6 separate regions of the Mus musculus genome follow, and regions 2, 3, 4, 5 and 6 are each linked to region 1. Evidence: chromatin contacts called from public HiChIP or PLAC-seq and promoter capture Hi-C data. All regions are on one chromosome and are shown on one strand. The core of a region is the stretch at or near the end of the contact, and the rest is flanking DNA. Distances in the headings are between cores, read along the strand shown.

Evidence for each region. Promoter capture Hi-C pulls out the DNA fragments that hold promoters and counts their contacts. HiChIP or PLAC-seq counts read pairs in DNA pulled down with a chosen protein or histone mark. Capture Hi-C pulls out chosen DNA fragments and counts their contacts.
Region 2: a contact with region 1 is called in a promoter capture Hi-C map of liver, with 5 times the contacts expected there. The contact joins the promoter of Exosc3 here to the promoter of Xpa in region 1. A contact is called at or near these places in 7 of 39 promoter capture datasets (the 3T3-L1 cell line, 3T3-L1-derived adipocytes, hippocampal neurons and 2 more), 1 of 115 datasets of contacts at active chromatin or transcription factors (memory CD8 T cells) and 1 of 9 other capture datasets (embryonic stem cells).
Region 3: a contact with region 1 is called in a promoter capture Hi-C map of adipose tissue, with 2.3 times the contacts expected there. The contact joins the promoter of Anks6 here to the promoter of Xpa in region 1. A contact is called at or near these places in 5 of 39 promoter capture datasets (hippocampal neurons, liver, pre-B cells and 1 more), 1 of 484 Hi-C or Micro-C datasets (cortical neurons) and 1 of 9 other capture datasets (adipose tissue).
Region 4: a promoter capture Hi-C map of hippocampal neurons shows a contact between it and region 1, with 2.2 times the contacts expected there. The contact joins the enhancer-like site here to the promoter of Xpa in region 1. A contact is called at or near these places in 3 of 39 promoter capture datasets (3T3-L1-derived adipocytes, hippocampal neurons and pre-B cells) and 1 of 484 Hi-C or Micro-C datasets (cortical neurons).
Region 5: a contact with region 1 is called in a promoter capture Hi-C map of liver, with 2.4 times the contacts expected there. The contact joins the promoter of Gabbr2 here to the promoter of Xpa in region 1. A contact is called at or near these places in 3 of 39 promoter capture datasets (neutrophils, pre-B cells and stem cell-derived epiblast-like cells) and 1 of 9 other capture datasets (liver).
Region 6: a contact with region 1 is called in an H3K27ac HiChIP or PLAC-seq map of microglia, with 6 times the contacts expected there. The contact joins the promoter of Shb here to the promoter of Xpa in region 1. A contact is called at or near these places in 1 of 484 Hi-C or Micro-C datasets (CD4 T cells) and 2 of 115 datasets of contacts at active chromatin or transcription factors (microglia and pancreatic cancer cells).

What each region holds. Positions count from the first base shown.
Region 1 is chr4:46,194,484-46,198,569 of GRCm38.p6, forward strand. It overlaps Xpa (xeroderma pigmentosum, complementation group A), which reads right to left and starts at 1,828. Exons shown (of 6, transcript NM_011728.2): 1 at 1,566-1,828. The coding sequence starts at 1,737.
Region 2 is chr4:45,318,423-45,322,508 of GRCm38.p6, forward strand. Exosc3 (exosome component 3) reads right to left here and starts at 2,194. Exons shown (of 4, transcript NM_025513.4): 1 at 1,849-2,194; 2 at 1,128-1,277. The coding sequence starts at 2,169.
Region 3 is chr4:47,054,934-47,059,019 of GRCm38.p6, forward strand. It overlaps Anks6 (ankyrin repeat and sterile alpha motif domain containing 6), which reads right to left and starts at 2,373. Exons shown (of 16, transcript NM_001356426.1): 1 at 2,016-2,373. The coding sequence starts at 2,347.
Region 4 is chr4:47,034,809-47,038,894 of GRCm38.p6, forward strand. Anks6 (ankyrin repeat and sterile alpha motif domain containing 6) reads right to left here. Exons shown (of 16, transcript NM_001356426.1): 9 at 908-1,111. Among named protein-coding and RNA genes, the nearest start is that of Anks6, 20 kb to the right of the region's middle. Within about 2 kb of position 1,868, at least 39 of the 459 cell types and tissues checked have an H3K27ac peak or open chromatin away from gene starts, as enhancers often do. A contact at or near this core is called in cortical neurons and hippocampal neurons, where this site is marked.
Region 5 is chr4:46,989,729-46,993,814 of GRCm38.p6, forward strand. It overlaps Gabbr2 (gamma-aminobutyric acid (GABA) B receptor, 2), which reads right to left and starts at 1,986. Exons shown (of 19, transcript NM_001081141.2): 1 at 1,380-1,986. The coding sequence starts at 1,697.
Region 6 is chr4:45,529,169-45,533,254 of GRCm38.p6, forward strand. Shb (src homology 2 domain-containing transforming protein B) reads right to left here and starts at 1,660. Exons shown (of 6, transcript NM_001033306.1): 1 at 394-1,660. The coding sequence starts at 1,092.

The DNA.
Region 1 (4,086 bases), core at 578-3,077:
ACAAACAGAAAACGGCAAACGGAAGGGAAAACTGCCAAAGCCCAAGGGTTAAAACTCACACCAGGGTATAAACCTCTGAAGGAGAAAGCCCTTTCTCCCCAGGCTGGTGAGTGAAATGAGGGGCAGGGCGTTCAAACGAGATACGGAACTCACTTGCTTCCAAGGGCAACAACACTTACCAGGTAGACTGACCGACCCTGCCTAACTTCGGCTATTTTTCTTTTTCCAACCCAGGGTCTTGAGCACACCAGGCAAGCACTTGACTACTGAGAAACATCCATGGCTCTCCTAGTTTTCAGAGTCCAGGCCTCCCTAACTTGCTCAGGCCGACCTGGAACTCTAGCCCTGGCAGTTCTTGAACTCAAGATCCTCCTGTCTCAGCCTCCCCAGCAGCTCTGGTCACAGGCCCAGCAATCAGGCTACTACTTCGGCTACTTCTAGCTTTCCTAGTGCTCTGGACTTCTCGTGTGGAACTGAACTATACTGTCTCTGCACTTGCCAGGCTGTCTGACGTTGTAGAAACTCTCATGACTCTAGACGTTGCCAGCAGGTAGATGGACATTGGTAAGCCATTTATCCAACAGTGTCCATCCGCCTACAAATAATGAGAAACTGAGGGTGCAATTTCGGACTTACAAGATCTGCACTATAACCAACAAAGATAATGAAAAGTACTTTTTACTTTACAAAATGGTAAGTAAGGGCTTTCGATTTATTTTGAAAGATTCAAATCTAAGCTAGTTAGTTACAAGCCAGCTCTGCTGGTCAAGAGCAACAAATCAAATTCAATGGCAAGTCTAAAGGTACAAACAGCCATAAAATATACGCATTATTATTTATACCTGCTGCCAAAACAAGTACTTAACACACACACACATATGTGTGTGTATATATATATAAATATATACATACATATGTGTGTATATGTATATATGTATATACATACACACACACACACACACACACACACACACACACACATATATATATATATAGTGGAGTTGTGAAAGAGGGATTGAAAAGAAGTAAATTACTTTTGTAGAAATAACTCGGGTGAATTACTCCAAAGAGCAATACCAGCAGCCTAAAGCACAACGGACATTAAAACCGGAAAACAGCAAGACAGGGGCTACCCTAAAATGCCAAGTATAGCCAAAATGAACCCAGGGCAACATGCCACTCAGTAAAACAGGGTTACCAAGCCCTGCCCTTTCCATTTTCCAAGGTGTCCATAAGAATACAATAGAGTAACTCCCAAGTGCTAGGCTCTGCGAGTGTTATTCTACTTTGAGCCCTGGAAGGCGCGGCCCATGTAAAAGACTGGGTCAGGGTCAGTTCTGCTGGGTGCTGGCCTGGGAGACGGCGCAGGCTGAAAGCTCTGCACCATAGACGTGCCGGGCAAAGGGCACGACAGGGAAGGCCAGGGACCACAGAGACGCGGGCGTGCTCGGCTGTTCCCGCACACCGAGCCAGAGCGGGCGGCCAAGGCGCAGCGGGAAGGCCCGGGATGCGGTCACAAACCCGCGGGAGGGAGGCCCTACGCGCGCCCGTGGAGGGGACCCCACCTCCGGTGGCCGCCGCCGCGGGGTAGGGCCGCGCAGCCAGCCGAGCCTGGCGCAGCATCAGTGCCCGCTGTCGCTTCCGCTCCACGCTCGCGCGTACGGCGGCCGGCAGCTGCGCGGGCTCGTCCGCGGCCACGGGCTCAGGTGACGTCTGCTTTTCCTCGGCCGTCGCCATCGCCTACACACTCCGTAGGAAGGGAACGCGTATTGTTGGTGAACAGCGGAGCCACAAGTACCCGGCCCTACTCCATCACCAGGCAAGGAGAAGAGCTACGCATGCGCAGTCGAGGAGTCCTGGTGGAAAAGCCTATGAAGGGCGAGGCAGTACGCCTGCGCAGCCGAGGAGTGGTGGCGGAAGAGATGATAGTGCACTTGTTGACAAACAATCCGGACTAAGCGATGGGGGAGAATCAGGACTTTAAAGTCATCCCTGTGTTCCAGACCAGCCTGAGCTACATGAGACCCTGTCTCCAAAAGTAAAGAGAACATGGAAAAGAGCATTGGGAAAGAATGGCTGTGTGACAGCTAAAAAGCATGAGAAAACAGGAAGGCAACAGAGAAAAGTGGGACGTGGTATGAGCTCCAAACCCAGCTGCGGGCCATGGGTAGAGAGCCAAAGCCATAGCCACATGGAGAGCCAGACAGCCCCATGACAACAGACTGGCCATTCTATACACAAATGAAACCCTTGTTTTCATCCAGTGGGGGAAACGTGATGTGGCAGTGACTCCTCCTGTGTGAGCCATCTTTCCAAAGATGGCTTTGGAAAAGAAATGCACATTGTTACTCCCCGTGTTTTGGACCGATGTGCCAGGGGGCTTGTTCATAGCATAGCTGCTCCCGAAAACCAAAAGCTGGAATCTACCCAAATGTCCATCAACTTTTGAATGGCTAAACAATGCATAGTATTACCATACAATGAACTATTTTTCTTCAAACATGAGAAAAATGAAGCGCTGGTCCATGCTACGACATGACTGAACTTTGAAAATGTTACTCTAAGAGGAAAAAGCCATTCACAAATGCATATGTTTATGTGAAACTCACAGAATAAGCAAGCCCGCCATAACAGAAAGCAGTCCAGAGGTTCCTAGAGTTTGCAGCTAAGGAGTAACCAGGAGGAGATGCTCCTCTGTAGGTATGAGGCTGCCTCCTGAGGTGATGAGAATTCTAGAACTAGACACTCTTGATGATTGTGCAACTCTGTGGATGTATTTTCTGGCCAGAGCAGGGAATCTGAGCACCAGAATTATAAAGAACCCCACCTCCACCCCACCCCTGGGTAGCACCAAACCTTAAGTGGCAGCACCTGTGATGACCACCACAGTCTCTGCACATTTCTGGCTTGGTGGCTGAGGGAATGAGGTAACAGGATCTCCCCCAAAATAACCTCTGAGAGTGGCCAGTGCTCAGAATCCTCTCCCCCACAAAGCACCGAATCTGACAGGTTGCAGGGTGTGGCTCAGGTGCGTCCTGAGCCCCAGTGTTTTGAAACTCTTGGCAACTTGTTCTTCCTTTCCAGGTTAACTCCCTCTCCTTTGGCTCAGGGACTTTTTGTGATAGAGTTTCAGGTAACCAGGTCTGAACTGTGAGCTGGCGCCTCAGCTCAAAGCAGTCTCCCTCTTCAGAAAGGAAGAGTGCTCGCCCTCATCTGTACACTCCACTGGGTGACAAAGGCTACGGGTTTGCTCAGAGCAAAACACATGAGTCACTTGGTGGGGGTACAAAAGGAAAAAGGGCAGGGACAGCAAACCAGGGGCCCTGTCCTTGCCTCTTCCCATCCTGTCTCGAGGAAACCATGACTGTATCCACTTTCCCACATTATACCTCCTTCACCTCCCAGACTGACAGATCCTGACTAAACAAGGAAGCTGCGTAAAGGACAGAGAGCATTGAAACCCCAATGGAACTGAAGGAAAGTAGACTCTGAAAAAGGGAATCCAGGAAGATGGGGTAAGACACGGACAGAGGCCGTGCTCAGACTGTCTCTCTGTGTGCATGACTGGGCTGTTTTTCCTCTGATTCCCTGAGGTTTTGGCCCTTAAATGCAGTCACCTTGGCCATCACTGGCACCCACTCACAACAGAAGCATGTCTTTGAGCAGGTTTTCATGTCACTGAGAGCTCCCGGGCTGAGGACCCAGCACACAGCAATGAATTAGTCCTATTCTTCCTCTCCTGGAGCTTCCGGTCTAATCTGGTCTGGTCACATGACCACCTGTCACACTCTTATCTGAAAGGACTCTCTTCTCCACACCTTGAAGCTCTTTCTTGATATTTCAACTGGATATTCCTTCTTTGCTCTTCTGAAACTTATCCCTCGCCCTCAGCCCATCCCCCAACCAGCGCCATCCATCTTTAATGACCGATGGAGCTCTGAATGGGTACCAAATGCACTTGGGCTTAAGGCAGCATCCTCTGGCATCCGGGAACCAGGAGGGCTGGCCCAGAGTGGGCATCATCTGTCCAACTGTTGAACGTCCTTGCAGTCACCAGAAATCAATGAGGATACAACCCTGAGCAAA
Region 2 (4,086 bases), core at 944-3,443, 880 kb before region 1:
GTACTTACTGCTCTTGTAGGGGACCCAGCTTTGGTTTCTAGCACCCGTGTAGCTGCTCACAACCTGTCATAACTCAAGTTTCAGGGGACCTGACCTTCCTGTCTGACCTCCACAAGAAGCTGTCACACAGCGTGCAAAAACATACATGTAGGCACACTTTCCTGTGCATACTTTAAAAATGCCTTGTAAGTCCCCACTGTTGTGGGTGATTACAAAACCTAGCGGGAATCATTACACCTTTTCCGGCTTCCTGGGCATGTGGTCCTGCACAGGGCAATGAGAATGAACCCAGTGTGTGGTGAATATGCAGGACAAGTGACGATGAGACAGTCATCAACTCAGTCAGCCTGGACCTCAAAGGTGATGTCTCCTAGGGCTGAGGACACAGCTCCAAACAGGAACACCATTAATAAAGACCCAAGGGAAGGAAACAAAGCCCAGTTACACTGTGAAGCTTAAATATGGTTCCATGAAGTAACAGAAACCACGAGGAAAGACCCCTGAGTACAATGCTCTCTGTGTGATTTGAACAATCCTTTTTTTAATGAGATTTTTTTTTTTAATGAGTTCATAAGATTGTTGCCCGCTCCTGTCAAAAGTGAGACAAAGGGGTTGGCATACAAAAGATAAGAGAAGGAACAAATAAGATTGAGTGACTAAAGACCCTTGAGAGTTGAAGAAAAAGCAGCAGAGAGGCCAGCACATTTCTGGCTCAGGTGTTCAGGAAGAACATGGCTAAACTACCCAGAAAGCCCAACCTGAAAACCTACAGAAACAAGATTACTCTTCTGTCAGCTCCAGCTCCAAGGATTTAGAGCCATGATGAACAGATAGCCAATAGTGCCCATGGCCCTTAGACTAGGGCCATTTTCCTCATGGGGTGGATTCAGACATGACAGGTAAGGAGGGGGATAGCAGATGTAACTCTTCAACCCGGTAGAAAAGAACCAAGGCTGCAAACATGACATACAGCAATACTTCTGGAGCCGCAGCGCCTGAGAAACTCTTATAAACTGTCTTGGAGAACTGGTTTATGCTTTGAAGACAATTCAAGTAGCCCTCTGGATAGTTAACTTTCTCGGGAGTGGATATTTTTTCTTGTTGAAACCAAAGACTCCCATTATTACCTGCACATTTGGTCTGTTTCTTTTAGTTGCCCCTTCAAATGCCAGGTAAGACAAAGACGCTGGCTCACTCCCTCCAACATCAACTTTGAATATATCTCCAGATTTAGCGATCACTATGCCAATCACGTGGTCCCCTTTCACAGGTACATACTAAAAGCAGAATGAAAGAACAGTCATAAATAATACAAATATCATTACAAAATATCTTCTGAAACTTTCATCTAGGTTGATCAGGGTGGGTCTCAACCTATCCAGCCAACTCATACTCCCCATGTAGCTGCAACTACAAAACCGGCCCGCACCAGTCCAACTTTATGAACGTCTAATTCACACTTGATCAAGTTTCAAGTTTTCTCAGCATCCTTTACAAGTCTGGTGGCACAAGAATCTTTACATTCAAGGAAACCCACTCCATTTGACATTATTCCTAAGTGAAAGCTCTTAATTATTCTATGGGAATTTTAATTCCCTGTGATTTATTTGGACTCATTGCAACTGGGACACCAAATGGCAACCCCGAGGCTTTGGGTTTTTCAAGACAAGATCTCACGGAACCTTTCTCTCCTGTCACCCTTCTCAGGATGTGTTCCTATTGTGGTTCCTCTAAAGAAGATGCAGAGAGGGGGCTAGAAGCCACCGCGGCTCTAGATTCGCCTTAACCTATGATCGCTTGCAGGGGGCCCACTTTCGCGGCAGCGCCGCCTCTCCGACATCCGCTCACCCGCTTCTGCTGCGAGTCCACCCAGTAAACGCCGCCGCCGCCTCCGCTGGGCTCCTTGTGACGCAGGCGGCCACACTTGGTGACCAGCAGACGGTCCCCGCAGCGTCGCAAACCTGGGCCACACACTACGCGCAGCCTCGGGCGCGCACCCGCATTCAGGCGTAACGGCTGCTCCCCGGCGCCGCCAAGGCCGTCTACGTCCTCGTGGTCCGGCAGCACCAGCTCCTCCCCGGGGAGAACCACCTGATTCAGCACCTTGTGCACGGCCCGTGCTCGGCAGCCCGCCACCGACTCCGGTCCCGCGGACAGTACTTCAGCCATGGCAGGCGTCACCATCGCAGCTTCCGGTATCTACTTCCGCTTCCGCTACCCGCCCACCAGGGTCATCTCTTTCCGGTGGTTGTGGGCTTTCTGAGTTGGACTTGAGCTTGGGAGATACTCGCTTCATCCCATGGGTGCTACTCCCTGCCCTGTGTCTGTAGCTTCACGGTACCTAATGTAACAATCTCCCACCTCCTCCCACACACATCACACCTTTTCACCTACTTGAGTTCATCTCTTCAGTGGCTTGGGAACATCGGTAACTCAGGAATTCTCCCAGCTACTTCTTTGGGAGCACACTAACAGCTATGTGAGAAACTGTTAAATCCAAAACCCACAATGTGCAAGAACTTAAGAACTTACAGTTTTCTGACTTTGGGGTTATCTGTGAAACCAGCGTTTCTCTGTCGGCATCTTCAATGAGTAATTGATTCAGTTCTCCAACAGCACTGAAGGCCTTGGCATTGACTGAGATCAGTTGCTTGATGCTTTGCTGCCAACTCGAGTTTATAGATTTTTTTTTTAGGGAAGGGGCATCACAATTCCTGCAAATTTGGTAAAATGCTGGCAAGCCATTTAATCCCTGGATATAAGGGACAACTGAAATACAAGTGCCCCAGCCAAGTTGTTAATTAGTGCTATTGAAAGACTGAGAGTAAGACTCCGAGGTAGGCAGATAAGGAGAGGAGCCACGGCTAGGTAACAGGTGATGAATTGTCAAGTTGGCTAACTTCTTCCTCAACCTCAACCTCCTAACTCAATACAAGCTTAGCAGCCTCAAAAAAAGGCTGTGTAGGCTTTTGTGTAGAGGGTAGGAGGGCATGTGCTTCCAGGTAGTCCTATAGAAACCAGAATTGTTAAACATGCAGATCTTTTTCTTCAATGGAAGAAATTGACAGCTATTCACTTGGAAGGCTGGAATGGAGGTTGTTGAATACCAGGTAATTTTACCATTCTGTGGAGCTAGCTCTCACCTGAATCCCCCTTTTCCTGAGCATTTCCAGTCCATAGACTCCATCCTTATAAGAGAGATCTCATGGATTTGAAAAAGAGTTTGCTATTATGATTATAAAAACCTTTCCTCCCTAGGCTCTTCTCCTGAGCATGTTTTCTCAGTCAACAGAACCCACTCTTGTGGAAGAGGTCATGGTGCTTTTCAAGAAAACATGCACTTTGCAAGGGAGTTTAGATATAACCGTGTCCTAAGCTTTGTGGTAATAGTTGTCACAAGAAAACCTTTTTTTTTTTCTTTTGAAAGTTTTACTGTTTAAATAAGTAATAAATAAATAAATAAAAATAAACTGGAGTCAGACTCCCGAAGTTTGTACCAGCCCGGCTAAGTCATGCTGAACCACGTTTACTTCTTACTTTCTGGGGATCCGCTGGCAGCAGAGCTTGCAGGGACCCCCACACTTTTAACTCTCACCTGCAACAACAGCAAGCCCCCTGCTGATGGGCCGGTTGAACAAGTTCAAGGCCTGCACAGGACACATTACACAACAGTTCTGGCCTAATTCACCATCAATTCTTTATTCAAATCGACCAACCCTACATTTGGGGGAGGGGGGGGGGAGAGACTCTTCAAAGACTTTAAAAACGCCAGTTCTCCAGAAAAGATTGGATTTGGGGTGCTGAATCCCCTATGTATTTTGAAAAGGGTCTTTTTCTTGGTGTCCAGTTTGTGGTTTTCTTCACTCCTCATAAAGAGCTTTCTTCAACAGCTGATTATGTCGTCTGCATTTGAGAGGTTTCTGCTTCCACCTGTCGAGCGCCATTTTTTTTCCTTTCAAGCCCCCTAGACTGTACCACTTGGTTAGTCTCTCACAGAGAGACGTTCTCTGGGCAGAGGTAAATTATGCTTCTTTCTTCCTTTATAACTCAGGTCTCAAAAAACGATAGGTATTCTGTGACTAACCA
Region 3 (4,086 bases), core at 1,123-3,622, 860 kb after region 1:
TAGGTATAGCCAGGGTTGGGTGCACAGCGAGCCAGCCTGGTATGGTGAGACCAGAGACCATGGCCACATCAAGGAAGGCTTCCTGGAAGAAGCTAAGCTTGAGAGAGGAGGGGCTTTGCTGAGAGCAGAAGAGGAGAACTCAGGCTAAGGGTTCTGTGGAGACTCCCTGCCAACACACATTCTGATATCTAAATCTCAGGGTCTCACCAGTAAGGTGGAAAGATAATCTTGTTTCAGCTTTTTATTTATTTATTTATTTATTTATTTTGGTTTTTCGAGACAGGGTCTCTCTGTATAGCCCTGGCTGTCCTGGAACTCACTTTGCAGACCAGGCTGGCCTCGAACTCAGAAATCCGCCTGCCTCTGCCTCCCGAGTGCTGGGATTAAAGGCATGCGCCACCACGCCCGGCTCAGCTTTTTTAAAAAGTACAAAGTAATGCAGAGAAGGCCCGGATGAAATCCAGGCCTGAGCCTAAGAGACCAGGGCGGATGTACTGACAGATGTGGACAGACAGAAGTGTCATCCTGAGTCTAGGGCAGCTGCTGGTGACAGGCACAGCCAAGCACTTGTTCCAGAAAGATCTGGAAGCTCTTCAAGGGGGCAGGGGCAAAGGTATACCTGGAGCAGAGGAGTATGGTGGGAGACAGCTACAGAGGTATCTGCGGACAAGGGTGAGGGGATGGAGAGGAAGACGGAGGGGGGTGCATTCTGGGGATATCACAAGCCATTGAGGGGGTACCTAGGCAGGAGAAGGCTCACCTGGAGGAAGAGTAGATACTGCCCCTAAGGGGAAAGGGACCTAGGAAAAAGGTTTTACGGTCACCTCTGCTGCCCTGGCATTCTCCACCGGTACAACCTGCTATGTGACTGAAAGCTATGCTCACTCTCAGGACTCTCCCTCTAGGGCTAGAGAGATGGCTCAGCAGTTAAGAGTACCTGCTGCTCTCAAAAAGATGCCAGGTTTGGTTTCTACCATCTGTGTCTGTACCTCCAGTTCCAGGATACCCATCGCCCTCTTCTGGCTTCCCTCAGACACCAGGCACACATGTGGTGCACATATACACAGGCGCTCATACACATAAAATAAAAACAAATCTAAAAACAAAACAAGCATTGTCTCTTTTCTTGTTTTTTTACAGCTCAGTATATTTATACGAGTCAGAAATCTAGAGATGGATTTTGCTGCCTCTCCCAACCCCTTCGCAGGGTCACACAACCACGAGGATCAACTTCAGGTTTATCCAGGCCACTAATTGTCTCTTCCTTGGCTGCTGTCTTCCTAGCCAGCCTTCCTGACTCTGGCCCATCTCTCTGCCTATTCTCACAGGTGCTGAATGTAACTTACCCGAAACAAAAGTCTGTTCCGGTCACAGTGCCCTGTGCCTTCCACACTCCTGATCATCCTTAGATTGTGGGTTTCTGTTCAGCCCCAATCTGGCACCTACTTTCTTCCTCCAATGGTGGGCTTGTCTCCAGCCCCCTCTGGGTCGCAGCATCCTCCCAGTTGTCTGACCACCTTTCATCACTATGTGTCTGCAGTGTGCTTGTTCTCCCTCGCTTCCTCGTTTTCCGGTCCTGGATAACTCTTACAAATCCTCGAGTCTTAACACCTCATTTCCACTAAAAATCGCCTCTATTCCTCCAACTGGGTCAGCTACTACTGTCAGACCTTCCAGATCAAGAATGCTACTTTATTTACCCACCCACCCCACTCATATCCCCAAAATAGGGACTTAATTGGATCCCAGTTATCTATTCGGTCAACCCCCAAAGCCAGGGTGAGTAGACAGATTCTTAGGAGACCCTTGATGCAAAACGGAATGAATGAACGTCTAGAAGATGCACTCCGCAGCCTCCACACTGTTCAGAAGCCAAAGTTTCTAACATCCCTAATCTTGTGTTTCTGAAACCGCCCTTTTATTTCCATCATACAGATGACCAAAAGGCAAAGCTCCAAGTCTGCCATTCGCACTCTCACGAGTCCCGGACTCTCTCCTTCCCGGTCCCCGCTCACCTGGCCGCCTGCATGAGCGCGCTCCAGCCGTAGTGGTTGCGGCTGTTGACCGAGGCTCCGCGGCGCAGCAGGAACCTTACGAGTGGCTCGTGGCCACCGGCCGCCGCCAGCTGCAGCGCCGAGTTGCCCGCCTCATCGGAACAGTCCACCGGCACCGGCGCCCCGGCCTCCGCTGCCCGGACCGCCTCGGGCCCTGCCGGCTCCGCTCCCGCCTCGGGCCCCGCGACCGGGTCCGCGCCTGGCTCCAGCAGGCGCCGCGCCGTGTCGGTGTCACCCTGCTCGCAGGCGCGGAGCAGCAGCTGCAGGCCGGGGGCCAGCGCGCCCTCGCCCATCGCTGACCGCCCGCTCCGCGCCGCCGCCCGCTCCCACCCCGGGGCCGCGCGCGTGCCCGCCGTCCGCAGGCCCGCCCCCTGGGTGCGCGCGCGCCTCCGGGGTCGCGCCTGATGGGTACGCGCGCGCAGGGCCCGCCTCCCGCCTTGGAGGGTGGGCCTGTGACTGTGCGGTCACTCTTCAGTCTTCCTGTTCGTTCCTACTGAATCCGACCTCTGGGCCTAGCTTAGAACTCATCTCGCATCTCTACCGACCCCAGACCGGCCCGCATTTCACTAGCGCTCCCTAAACAGTCGCAGGCTGAATCGGGACGAATGGGTCAGCCCCGTCGTTTGCCGGAGCAGCCCTGCAGTGCTGAGTTCTTCATCTGTGTCAAGCTACCCGCCCATCTATCTCTTGTTTTTGACAGGGGGGGGGGGGGGTCACCACTACCGCAGTAACTTACATGTTACAGATAGAGATTTTTCTAGCCACACCCCAGACCCACTGTCGGAAACTCAGTGTGGGACCAGCAACTGTTCTGGTCCCAAGCCCTCCTGTATATCACACAAACAGTAGGAACCACCGACTGGTCCCCAGGGCAGTCCTTGTAGCCACCCTAGAGTTTCAGATGATTATTCCAATCTACAGTAGACGAGTGACCGGGAAGGTTGTATGTTGCTATAGTCTGCACAGATCTGCAGGCGCTGCTGTGGCTAGGACTCAGGTCTTCTGACATCAAGTTCATCTCTCTTTCCGGACTCAACAAGTATGTATTGGATGCCTGTTAGTGCCAGGCACAGCTCTTCGTGCCGCGAACGTTTGCAAGATAGCATCTCTGCCTTCTAGGATCTGACCCACCCATACAGGCTATAAAGATATGCTGTGGTAATAAACTTGGCTGCTGAATGGTAGTTGAGTGCTGTTGACACAGTAAACGGAACATGAATCCAAGCAAAATCGGGTAGAAGGTGGAGCATTGTTTCATAATTGAGCCAACAAGAGAATTACTGAAAATATAACACTTGCAAAAACCTTAAGGAAGAGAGTAAGCCATGAGGACATTTTGGGGAAAAGAAGCTAATTAAGCAGAAAGCAAGACGCAGTTCACAGCATATGTGTCCTTACAGCATGGACACTTCCATAGGAAGAGACAACTGGTTTCCCTAGATGGTTAGTAGTGCCCGCCCAAACCCAGCAAGAAGCCAGACATACAAGGCAAGGCTGTTACATGTCCCAACAGTGTGTCATGATAACAGCGTAACTGTTAGGTCTGAGGACAGTTATTGAAAGTGTCCCCTGACTTCCACATTTGTTGTATGGCATGCACAGGCACACACACAATAAATAAATATGTCAGCTATGGTGGTGCATGCCTTTAATTACAGCATTGGGAAGCAGAGGCAGACAGGTCTCTATGAATTTGAGGCCAGCGTGGTCTGCATAGTGAGCTCTGGGCCAGCCAAGGCTATATAGTGAGTCCTTTTCTCAAAAACAAAACAGAATAACAACAACAACAATAATAAATATAATTTAAAATAAACAAATAAAGTGGAAAGCTGTGTAGGAAGATATTCGACATTGACCTCTGGCTATCACATACCCACATGTGGTATATGCCCATAATTATAGCACATAGTACATAAACAGCGTGCACACACACACACACACACACACACATATATGAGCAAAAGAAAAACTCCAACTCATAGCTGTATGTGGTTGCACATGGGTATAATTTCAGTCCTGGAGTGACAGAGGA
Region 4 (4,086 bases), core at 618-3,117, 840 kb after region 1:
GAACACACATTTGTCTTCTGGGTGCTCAGATACCTCTTGTAGGCGCCGTGCCTGCTGCTCTAGGCTCCATGGAGGAAGGGGTCAGGAATGCTTGCTGAGGGAACGAATCCCGAGCACTGACATCCGGGAACTTGGGGTTAGTCACATTTTCAAAAAAGGCAGCCAGGGGAAGAAATCAAGGGACGCTCTGCCTATCGGACAGTCCTACCTCACCTCACTCAACGCACCAGGATCCCTGTCTCACTAGGACCTGAGAGTGCCCAGCCCTGGGACAGCCTTGCCTCATGAACACAGCAGAAATCCAGGTGTCTGCTGCCACTCAGCCACCAAAGCAGCAAGACCTGTTCTGAGACCTCGTCTACAACTTACTCACTTACTGCAAGCACACTGTAGACCGTCTACACACCCAAAGACACCTGGCCTGCTGACAGGGACTAAGCTGGGCAGCTCAGAAACCGGCAGATGGCTCCAGATGAGAGATTTTACTGAGGTCAAAGGGACAGGTGTGTCCTCCCACAAAAGCACCAGGAGTGCACACAGCGGCCCCCTAGTGTGTGTTCTTGGTCACAGCCCTGAGCAACATTATATAGTTGATTAGAGTCCAAGAACCCCATTTCTCACCCTCCCCCACCAGGCCAATGATTGTCAGTACGTCATTCCGCAGGTCACTTCTTCCGCTGGGTTCCACTTCCCTCACCAGCTGAAGGAGAGGTGACAGAGCTTGAGTACATGCTCACACCGTGCTCCCCAGGGAGAAGCCAGAGGTCCCTGCCCCCACACCCATCCCTGCAACACTTTAAACCTTCCACATGCTGTGACCCTGGGTCCTAGTGTCTGAGGTCCCTCTGCTAGCCACACACCCAGATCTCTGTGAGCAGTATCACGGTCCAGCAACCGGGCGACTTACACCGTCTGTGCCCACACAGCCCACGGGGTGGGCCCTGCTGGCTCTTGGGGGTAGTGCAGTCTTCGTGGGGTCTGCCTTCCCGTTGTGACATGTGTGGGACCTGTCAGAGCTCCACAGCTCAAAGCTGGACGGGGGCAGGAAGGGTGGGATGACGGCCTTTAGCTTGTCACTGGGGAGCCGGGGGAAGGGCGCTCCGTTTCGCAGCTGAAAAAGATGAGCCAGGATTAGATGGGCCCTGGAAGCTCCCTCTCTGGGGAAGGAGCCGGGCTCCCTGCACCATAGATGACAGAGCCTCTGCACACTTCTCCACTGGCAACGGGAGCCCAGACAGCATTGCAGGCTCTCCTTCCAGTAACCCAGGGCACTGTGGCAAGAGGAGGGTATGGACAGGAGACAGCAAACCAGAGACTAAGAGATGCTAAAGTAGCATACAAAGGGGATGGGGCAAAGAACATTCCAGACATAGGATGGGCAGAATATAGGCATGCCTAGAGCCAGGGATACAGCAGGAGGTGCAGAGACACAAAGCCAGCATGTGCCATGCTGGGATAAGCATAAGGGGCAGAAGCTGGGGGCTGCAAGCCCAACCACACTCCCTTCACGCCCACCATGCCCTGGCCATGGCTCCACTGTGGACATTTCTTCAACTGTGACATAATTTTACTCTGTGAACCTACACTGGGGTCAGTATACAATCCACACCGCACTGACTGTTGGATGTCTGCAGCAGCATTCCAATGTCCACGTTTATTTTAATTAAGGGAAGGCTGAACATGGTGCCAGATGGTCCTCCACAGGGACAGACATCCCACGGTTAACCCTGCCCCGGGGGTGGGCAGGCGAGCAGGAGGGCAGCTTTGCACCAGTAGCTGCAAACATCCACCCTGGGGCCAACAGCACCATGGGCCCGCAGCTATCCATCCACCATGAGCCACCGAGTGAGCCCACTGGTGTCCTCTGCTGCACACAAGCAGTAGGACAGAAGAGTGCCAAGGCTGGCAGCAAGCCTCCCAGGCTTCTTTTCACAGGCTAAGCTGTTTCTCCGCCAGTCTGTAAATGGGCATCATCCTCTCTGGAATGGACAGGCTTCCCCTATCTGACAAAAGCTGGGCTAGATACTCAGGGCAGCCAGCCCACCACAGACGGGCACTTCTACGGCACTTCTGGAAGCAACGACTTTCACATTCTTTGCCTGAGGGGTGTCAGGAAGCCGAGGAGACTGCAGTATAAGGATGTTCACAGAGCTGTTAAAATTGCAAAGAGCTACAGAAGCCCCTCCCTAACTCCCAGGGGTCTGTCTTGGGTGAAGTCACTCTGATGGAATGTCCTGTCACACGGCTATTAAACATGATGTGGCTAAACAAGGTTTTAATGACATGGAAAAGATTATGGGAAATTGTTAATAAATCAGTTCCAAGACACTGAGGGGAAATGGTAATACCACTGGTCGTGCGCAGCTCTGGGGAGGTTGGGTGAGAATGTGCACAGAGCTGAACACTTAGGAAGTGCTGAGGTGTTTGCTGGTCTTAGTATAACCTGATTCCACAATCCTAGATACTAAAAATGCTTAGAAAAAAAACCACAAAGGATGAAAACTAAAAATGCCACCGTGACTCACTCTGGATGTGTGATCTTAATCATCTTGGGAGACCCTAACTACACCCAACGGACAGGCAAAGTGTGGACAAAGGCAGAGACCACTTGCTTGGCAGCTCGGTACCTAACTACCCTGCCTAGGCTTGGTAGGCAAGTTGCTCCGGCTTGCCTGTCCTTGACAATACTGCCCTCTGCTGGCCAGAATTAGCATCTCAGTGCCAAGGTGCTCTAACCAGGAGAGTCTTGGTACCAGAGAACATCAAGCCCAGAGAGGTGAGGTAACAGTCAAGATCAGACAGCACTAGGCTGAAGGCCTCCCGGGAGACAATCTCCTTTCAAAACTACCGCTGGGATGATAACCACCCCTTAGTTAGAGGCAGCTTTTCTACCAGGATCTACCTTCCACATCTCTTTAGCAATGACATTCCTGTTGTTTAATAGGAACCTGGTCACCTGGACAGATTTCAGGGGCCAGTCTGCACAGTGTGCTGTGGCCACGTGACTCGACTGGAAGCCTTCTGCCCTGAGCAGAAGTGACATGGGGATCCCCTCCCTCTTCCTCACTACACAAACTGAATGGTTTTCCTTCACGTGACATTCAGTGTCACCCCAGAGCCTCAGCCACAGAACCAAGAGATCATAGACGGGAACTTCTAGAACATATGCTAAAAACAACCAAAATGAAAAAAACACAAAAACCAAAATGAAAAAAAAAAACAAAAAACAAAAACCTTCCTTTTAAGTTTTACTCAAAATGCTCTGACTAAGCATTGGAAAGTCTAACACAGGACGTAACGGCCAGAGCTATGGAAGCCCTCTTGGACTATGAGGTAATCTTGATCAATAGAAACCTGAGAATAGACGAACTGAGGTCCCCAACGCTGTGGAGTAAGCTGCTGTCTCATTTGTGTCACTATGACCTCAGGGGCTTCTAATACTCTTAGCTTACCCTAATTCTAAGCTTACAGGTCAGGAAACTGAGGCCCTTCTAGACTAGAAACACCCCTTCCTCAGCTCCCCCACTTAACCAGAATGGTGAGTCTTCCTGCTAATGCTGGTTGCCTGTCAATTTCTCCCATCTGGTCCCTACCACATGGCCAGGACTTGGATGTAGCCGCTAAGGTCTGGGGACCTGGGAAACACTGGAATGGTGTTTCCCTAGCATGGTGCACACATGAGGCCCAGATACTGTATGACTTGGCATGATGGATCCCCTTCATCCCAGCACTTGGTTGACAGAAGCAGGAGGACTAGATGTTAAGTTACCCTTGGCTACACAGCAACTGTGGGGCCACCTTGGGTTGTGTGAGACCCCAAGTCTTCACAAGGCTTCATTCGCAGTTCAAGGCTGGCATCTGCTCTGATCCATGGAAGCCAGTGCTCCACTGGATGGTACCCATCTGACCATCCCTCTACCTGTGGCTACCATGGAGGCAAACACTCACACCCTTCCTCCTCAGAATCAAGCTGCCACGGACCGGCAGTCATGTTGAGTGTGACAGACTGGGCATTAGTAACCAGTACAGAAACCTCTGTTCTGCTGAGGGTCCACGGGCCGGGCACAGCCTCTCTTGCCTCTCATG
Region 5 (4,086 bases), core at 736-3,235, 800 kb after region 1:
CCGAGGCAGAGGAGCCTCTCTGCCTGCAGCAACCTGAGCTCACCGTTACCAACTGCCACCAATTCCTTCACCTTTTATTTACAGAGCAGAACAGCAGGCTGCTTCACTGGTGAAGCGGGGGAGGCGGGGAATGAGATACAATCTACATTATGCTCTTTTCCGGGAGGGGGTATAAAAAAGGGGTCAGGCAGGGGAAGAAGCCAAGCCCAGGTTACACCACCAGGGGGATGCTCCTTTCTTGAGGAGTCTGCCCGGGAGCTCCAGCAAAGGTGCGCTGGGGGAGCCCGGGAAGCAAGGGTCCAGAGCTCGCCCTGGCTTTGCTGGGAGAGATGCAAGAGGCGCCAACAGAGCTCTCAGTAAAGGAAATCACTGCCCCCTTCAGGCCGAATCTTATCTCTCGAGGCTGCGGACCGGAGAGTAGGGGCTCCCTGGGTCCGGAAAAACTCGCAAACCCGTCCTTATTCCTGATCGCTCTTCCAGGCCCTCTCTTCGTCCTAGCCTCAGAGTGGGCAGTCAGGGTCTGAGCTGAGGCTCCTTGGAAACCTAGACATGAGGGCGTGAGATCGGGGTTTGGGATGGAAAGGTCTTGGTTCTCCAGCTCTGCTCAGAAAAGAAGGCCAGAGGGGAACCCTCTGCCACACTCCAAGTCTAGGCTCCCACGACACGAACGCCTCAAGTGTGCACCTGCTCAGCGGTGTTAGCAGCTGCTGAACAAAAGTGGAAGCGCGATCGGACACCACCACACGTCCCGGGCTAGACCTGTCAAGCCACTCTATGAGCAACTAACCCAAGGCGGGGAGAGGGGGAAGGGGAGTCTCCCAAAACTGCTCCAGCTACTGCCAGCGCTGGACAGATCCAGGCAGCAGCGCTGCAGAACCCTCCGGGCTCCGAGGCTGACCGTGGCGCGCGCGAGCCCTGAGCTGCAGAAGTGCACCACAGGATCGGTCCTGCCCGAAGCTTGGCCCCCGAGGGTCCTGGAGCCCTCTAGCCCTAAAAGGGCGGCTTGGAATTTTTAGGGTCTGGGAATAGGCCCCATAGCCTGTCCAGCTGTGGCTGGCCCAGTTTGTAATCAGTGTGCGTGTTCCTCTTACTTGGCACCTGACAACCCTAGGAGCAGCACCGGACAGGGGCAACCGGCGCAGGCCTCTGGGAGTCCAACCTCTCACATCTCTAACTCCTCCTCTGGTCAAAGGAGACCCCCATTCCACACCCACACAGAGGTGGAAGGTGCTCACAGATCAGGGTCCCACCTGCTCCAGCCAAGCCCAGTGAGACCCTGATGGACCCAGTACGCGGTCAGCCAGCGAGGAGGAGACAATCACGGCTCTGTCCCTCCTCGACGCCCCCAGCCTCGACGGCATGGGTCACTGGACACTTACCTCGGTGTCGTAGAGTCGCAGGTCCAGGAAGTAGGGGCGCAGGAGTGACTCGTTGCGGATCTGCTCGATGGCTAGCTCCACGGCGGGGAGCACGCCGCGCCCGATGCTGCCCTTGGCCACCTCCTTGGTGAGCGGCATGAGGCCCATGATGGAGAGCGGCGGGCTGCTGGGCGGCGGCCGGGGGGCGCCCCGCGCCCAGCCCCAGGCCCCGGGAGCCAACGACAGCAGCAACGACAGCAGCAGGGGCAGCAGCAGGCGCGCGGGCGGCGGCGGTGGCGGCGGCGGCCGGGGCTGCCCGGAGCTCGGCGGGGAAGCCATGCCGCGCCGCGGGCTGCGGGCGCCAGCTCACTCGGCCCGCATGGCCTGGCCCGGCCCGCCGCCCGGCGCCGAGCTCTGCCCGCGGCTCCCGCGCAATGGCGCCGGCACGGGCCCCGGCTCGGCTCCGGCTTCTGCTCGCTCAGAACGGCCGCGGCGGCGGCGGCGGCGCCCGTGACGGATCAATCACGCCGGGAAGGGGTGGGAGCCAGCGGAGTGCGGGAGGCGGGGAGCCAACGAGCGAGCGAGCGAGCGAGCGCCGAGGGGGCCGAGTCTCCGCGCGCCTCTCTCCAGCGCGGCCGCCCCGCACCCGGCCGCCTCCTCCCGCCTCCGTGCGCGATCGCAGCTCTTTCCTGCTCGGAGCCGCGGGACGTCGGACCCTGGAGCCCGGCCAGGGGAGGGAGGGCGGCAGGAGGCTCGGGAGGCGAAGGCAAGGCTGCTGAGCGGCGGCTCGGGCCGCCTCCGGGGACAGGGACGGGCCGTGCGCGCCGGGGGAGGGGGAGGCGCCGGCGCTGCGGCTGCCGCGGGGAGGGCCGTGCTCCCGGCACACGCACACTCGCGCCCCGGGCGCTGCGCCGCGCCGGCTGCTGCGGCCGGCTGACCCCGCCGCCGGGGACTGAGCTCCAGAGCCCCACGTTCGGGGGAATCGAAGCTGCTATGCGCGGGGGACGCGGGCGCCTCGCCTTGCGCTTCCTGTAGCACCTGCAAGGTGGTTGGGTACTGCTTCTCCCAGGTCTGGGCGGGCGAGTCGAGGAAACGAACGTTCTACAAAGGTGTCCTAGGGGCACCAGCAGCCTGCGCTCTCCTGTGCCAGCTACCAGGGAACCTGGGACCCTTGATCCAGTCTGGAGTCCTTTGCCAAGCCCAGGTCAGGGCTGGGATAGGAGACCTATGAGTACTACCGCCTCCTCCAGGCGTTTGACCTCCCGGTGTCCCCAGTCCCAGAGGGCCCCGCCTTAAAATTCTCCCCTGGGTGGGAACCCTGTCTTCAGTCCCAAGAAGCACAGCCTGGACTTGGCTCATTCTGTCTCCCAGGTGGTATAAACACACTGGATAACCCCAGGCAAAGTAGTCCTGGACAAGATGAACCTGAGTAACCCCTCTGTGCCTCCCTGTGAATCATGGCACTTGTGAGCACTAACCTACAACATCCCAAAGCCTGACTAGTACAAGGATACATTACATTACATTATAAAACAGCCCATCCAAGCATTGTGGACCAAAAGCACGACCTTGTAACAAGGGTGGGAATTTAACCTTCACTAACTGCTTGCTACCTGACATATCTGATGTATCCTCAAAACAGCCGTATACGCTTAGTACAGTGGGTCTATCATTCCCGTTTTACAGAAGAATACACTGATCGATAATATACAGCTAATACAGGGGAAGCAGAATGCACAGCCACAAAGGACTCTTATGCACCCCTGATATTGGAAAGCCCTTCCAAAAGGAGGACATGGAGGCCACGGTGCTCTCAGTAGCTCTAGATCCCGTTCCTCCACACAGTTTGTAATGGGTCATCTAAATGGAGTCTGCATATTTGGAGCTGGGCAGGAAACCCGGAGGAAACCTGGAAGATAGAGCCCAGGCTGAATTGAGGACGGCAGTACCTTGGACAGCTCCAGAGACCCTGAGGCCAAATCAGCCAGGGCGCCTGCCCGCATAGCCACTTTCTAGGCGGCTATAATTCCTCCCCTCTCGGCTGAAGGTTTTGTACAAGAGCACAGCTCATCCAAGCACCCCCATCTTCCAGCCAAAAAAATAGTCTAGAGGTAATAGTCACCCCAGACATTCTAGAAGATGTCTCACTGACAGGAGGAGACCCATCTCCCTGCCCACCAGCTTGGCTCCAGGCCAGACTCTGACCTCATGCCTCACTTTGCTTGTCTGGGCATTCTGGCTCCCAGTTTCTGCCCTGATCTTGAGTTCCACTGTGGGTAACTGGAACCTTGGTGTTTTTCCTAGTTCTGAGTCCCTGCCTGCCTCAATCACTAGCCAGGAATCCCTGCTCTTGTATAGGTGGAGCTGGGCTGCTTTCAGCTACTAGCCATTCCACTTAGCTATATTCTACTTAGGAGACTCTCCTCCATGTTTGCCAGGAAGGTAAGGAACTGAAGAAAGCAACTCCAGCCATTGTCCCTGTTGAGTTGCTGTTCTGGTTGAGAAAAGAGACAGTATTTAGGAAGAACTGCATTTCAGGGTTCCGATGTGAGGGAAAACCCATTGGAGGTCAATACATCAGGAAAGAGAACTGAGACAGGTGAGGTCAGGCTAAGATGCAAAACAGGGAGTCTGGGAAGTGCTCACTACAGTGACTCCTTAGCAGAGGCTTAAGGGAGCTAAGACAGAAAGACAGTGTCCCATGAGAGGAAAGGGCCCAGGACAAGGA
Region 6 (4,086 bases), core at 410-2,909, 670 kb before region 1:
ACAGCCAATAAGGAAATCTACGACCCGGAGATTCCCTTTCCCATTCTAGACCTCAATTCCCATCTGCATCTGGGAGGGGGACCACTACAGGGACCCCGGGGTAAACGAGAGTAAATGCTCTTTTAGGCCAGCCGCTGCTAACTTTACTGGGGGAGCCGGAAGGGCTGGCTGGGTCTGTCTTCTGGGTAGTTAGACGGGGTGCTCTCGCTCTGGCTCTGGGATCCGCAAGGGTGCGTTTGGGGAGCAGGAACCAAAGAGTCGGAGTCTAATCACCATCTGGCAAAATGAGCGCTGTAGCCTAGACCCCAGGATGCCAGAGCAAAGTTGATGCAAGGGATGGGAAACGTGGCAGTGCCTCAGTTCCCCAAGCGCACCAATAGCTTTGGAGCTTACCTTATCTTTCTGACCAGCTCCGGTCTCCTCGGCGGAGCACTTGTTGAGCAGTTTTTTGCCTCCGCAGGTCGTCGGGCTCCAGGTACGGCCGCCAGAGCACACGCCTCCCGGAGGGTCCCCCGCAGCGCTCGCGCTCTCCACTTTGATGAGTCGGTGCTTAGGGGAGATGTAGCGCACCTCCGCCGGCGTCGTCGGCCGCCGCTCGCTGCTGCTGCGGTAGAGGTGCGGGGAGCCGGAGGATGAGGACGAGGACGCGGCGGCGCCCGCTCCCGCCGCCGCGCAGCAGCAGCCCGCAGCTCCCGCTGCCGCCGTGAAGGCGCGCTGGCCCCCGCCGGGGTCCCCGCCGCCGCCGCCGCCGCAGTAGTCCAGGCGGCACATAGCTCGCAGTTTGCGCAGCGACGAGCCCGGCCCGTTGTACGGGTCCTCGAAGTCGCGCTCCTTCTGCGCGCGGTAGGCGCGGATGAGGTCACTCGTGCTGCCGCTGTCGTCGGGCAGAGAGCCCGACGAGGCCGAGAAGCAGGCGGCGGCCGACCCACAGGACGCCGAGGACGCCGAGCAGGCCTGCGGCACGGCCTGCGGGGGCTGCTCTCGTCGCTCGCCCCGGCGCCGCTGCTCCCGGTAGTCCGGCCTCGGCGGCTGCGGCGGACTCTTAGTCTTGCTGTTGCCCAAGCTGAAGTACTTGTTCAGCCACTTGGCCATGGCGAAGGGCCGCCTAGGGCCGCGGCGCGCGAGCCCGGTCCGCCGCCGCGGCCATTCGGGGGACAACGCTGTCGCCCAGTCCCGCAACGCCCCTGCCCCGGTGGGGGGCGTGCGGGGCACCGGTCGCCAAGTTCAAGTTCTCGCAGCCGCCGCCTCCTGCCGGCCGCCGCCTGGCTCCGGCCGCTGCTGCACAGCCCTCCGCCCCTGCCGCGCGCCGACCGAGCTTTGGATCTCGCGCCCCGCACAGACGTGTCTCATAGGGACCCGGGCCGCCTAGAGCGGAAGGCCAGGCGCCCCCCGCCGCGCACGCCCGCACCCAGCGCCCCCACCCTCGCGGAGCGCGCCCCTGCCCCGTGCGAGCCGCGGCCAGCTGCGGGCTTCTCGAGTGCACGGGGGCGAGCCCGGCCCCACTGCGGGTCGGAAAACAAGCGAACGAATGAGGGAGGCGGCCGGCGCCTGGCGGAGCCCGCGCGCCCCTGCCCGTCCCGGCGGCGCCTGGCTCTGCCGCTGCCTCTGCTGCCGCCTCCCGAGCCGCCGCGTGTGTGACACTCGGCCGCCAGAACCCGCCCAGCGCCGCGGCCCCGCCCCTTCCCGCAGGCCCCACCCCTCCGCCAATGCCACGCCCCTCCTAGGCCACGCCCCCGCGTGCAGCCAGGAACCTCCTCACGACTGCACGAGCCACCTCCTGCGGCCGCCTGGGCGCCAGCTCCGGGGTCCTGCCCTAGGGCGCCCGCGTCCTGCGGCTTGGCAGGCCGTGCCTCCCTCCAGCAGGGACTGCGGCTCTTTGAAGCCAAAGCAGTCAGCACAGTCCCTGGGGGCCCACGCGCCGTGCACTCTAGGAATGGATGTCCACCATCGAGGTGGTAGGCAGGCTGGACTAACGCACGACCTCTAGTTGACCGAGAGGACCATGCAGAGGAGATGCCCTAAAATGAGAGAGTGGCTGTCCCTCTTCTCTTTAAAGGGACAGAGACTCCGGTTCAGCTTTTCCGGCGCCGGGTCTTCGGAAAAACTCTTTATGCTAATGAGTGTATTAGCAATCCAGATGACGGATCCGGACGGGATAGGCGGCTGGGACCAGGCGGGGCACCAATCCCTGAGCAAGGCTAAGGGGAGGTCGGACTGTTTGCTTACCTTTTCACCTTCTAGGAAGTGGGGCTTTAACCCTGTTCACTGCCAACCTAGTGGAACCAGCTATGTAAACATTTAACGCTTAAGGTTGCCGGAGCTGGCGAGACTCTATTTAATCCAGAGACAGTTTTCCAGATGGAGAAACTGAGGCCCCGAGGTAGATTATACATGGATGACTAGGATCTGGTGGCACTGTGATGATGTAACTTAAGACAATGGAGTTATTATCCAAACGTGAGGAAACCCAGGCCAAAGGGGGGTAGCTTTCTGAGTCTGCTCTCAGAGGGGGTAGCAGGAGCCTTGTCAAGAACAAAATACTGCCTGAAAATGAAATAAGATATCTGCCTTCTAGATGTTAGATATGTTTGGAAGTTCTATTTGGCCAGCCCCACCCCCCATCCCCCTTGAGTACCTCTGAGCTGAAACCGTCCTTCAGAATGGTGATTTGCCAAAATAACACACTGTGACCGTAATTTCACCTGTCACCTGTACATTATATATAGGTTGGACACACTGTTTTTCCTGTGTCCTGTAGGAACAGTAACCTATCGAAGTAGAGAGCAAATCCAGGATCTGCTAGTACTGGAGGTCAGACTCTCATCCTGAGACTTCGGGACCTGGTAAGGCACAATGTGACCTCTTCCAAACTCTCCCTGCGACCTACCAGACTCAGGCTCCAGCGACACCACACTAGAAAAAGGCAGACCCATGACTCCGAAGGCTCCAATCTATCTGCTCAGCCCCACGTAGTCAGACTACTTGCCTCTCTCGTTCCCTAAGACCACTTGAATTTCCCAAACCCCACTGCTACCTGAACCCCAACAATCTCCGATAACATTCCCACTTATTTCTTACCTGAGACCTATTCATTTAGCATCCTTAGGAAATAGTCTTAAACTCTGCACACAGGACAAGGCTGAACGTTTGGTGTGTGGAGCATAGATAGGGAGAGACCCCAGAAGTTGATGCTGAGATGCTTATTTTGGGTATCCCTACACTTATATGTCTCAAATTACCCTTTAAATCCTTGCTCTGCTGCGCAAGCACTTAATCATGCTGCATGGAGGGAGGCCCCAATTAAGGGGAAAAAACCTGACCGACCAGGACATCCTCGTTTTAAGCCCCACCCCCGTCCCGCCCCCTCCCTCCAGCTTCTAGGCTCAGGAAGGAAAGGAAGCCAGATCCTGGCAGTCAGCCAGGCCACCTGGGCCAAGAAAGTCCTCCCCAGGGTCTGGAGGCCTGTTCTCTGCTCCCTGCATGTGTGCTGCACATGGAAACAGTATCTTGCTTTTCTGAAGGTTTAGGAAGCGAAGTTGTATTTCACAACTTATTTTTTTCACATTCTGCTTTCAGCTGGCCACAGAGTCAGAGTTGTCGCTCCTGTAAGGTTTCTTCTGGGCTATAATTTGCAAGCCAGAATTATTGTAATGCTATAGTATTATGCCAAGAGCTTCCAGAGTCCCTGTGTAACTGCCTGGCCCCTAAACACTGTATATAATTAACCCCAGTCAGTATCCCTGCAATCTGATCTTATTCCTGGTTTACAGATGGGGTGGCTGGCCTAAAGTGGTATTTACTTGATACAAGCAAGATGTCTCTGGGTGTTTTCCTTTGCGTATAGAGACACACCTTCAGAGATGGAGTCAGAAATAGTAATTCTGAAGAGAAACATAAAATCTTCAGGAAGATAATGGAGAAGCATCCTGCCTTGTGTTTCAGGGAGACAGATGCTTGTAGGAAAATCATCAGAGTAGCCAGAAGATGAGCTCTCTCTCTCCAGTCACAGCTTCCAGGATTCACAGAGGAGAAACTGGGACCAGTGGCAGAGAAACAGTCAAGAGGAACTGCTGTGGGGCTGGTGAG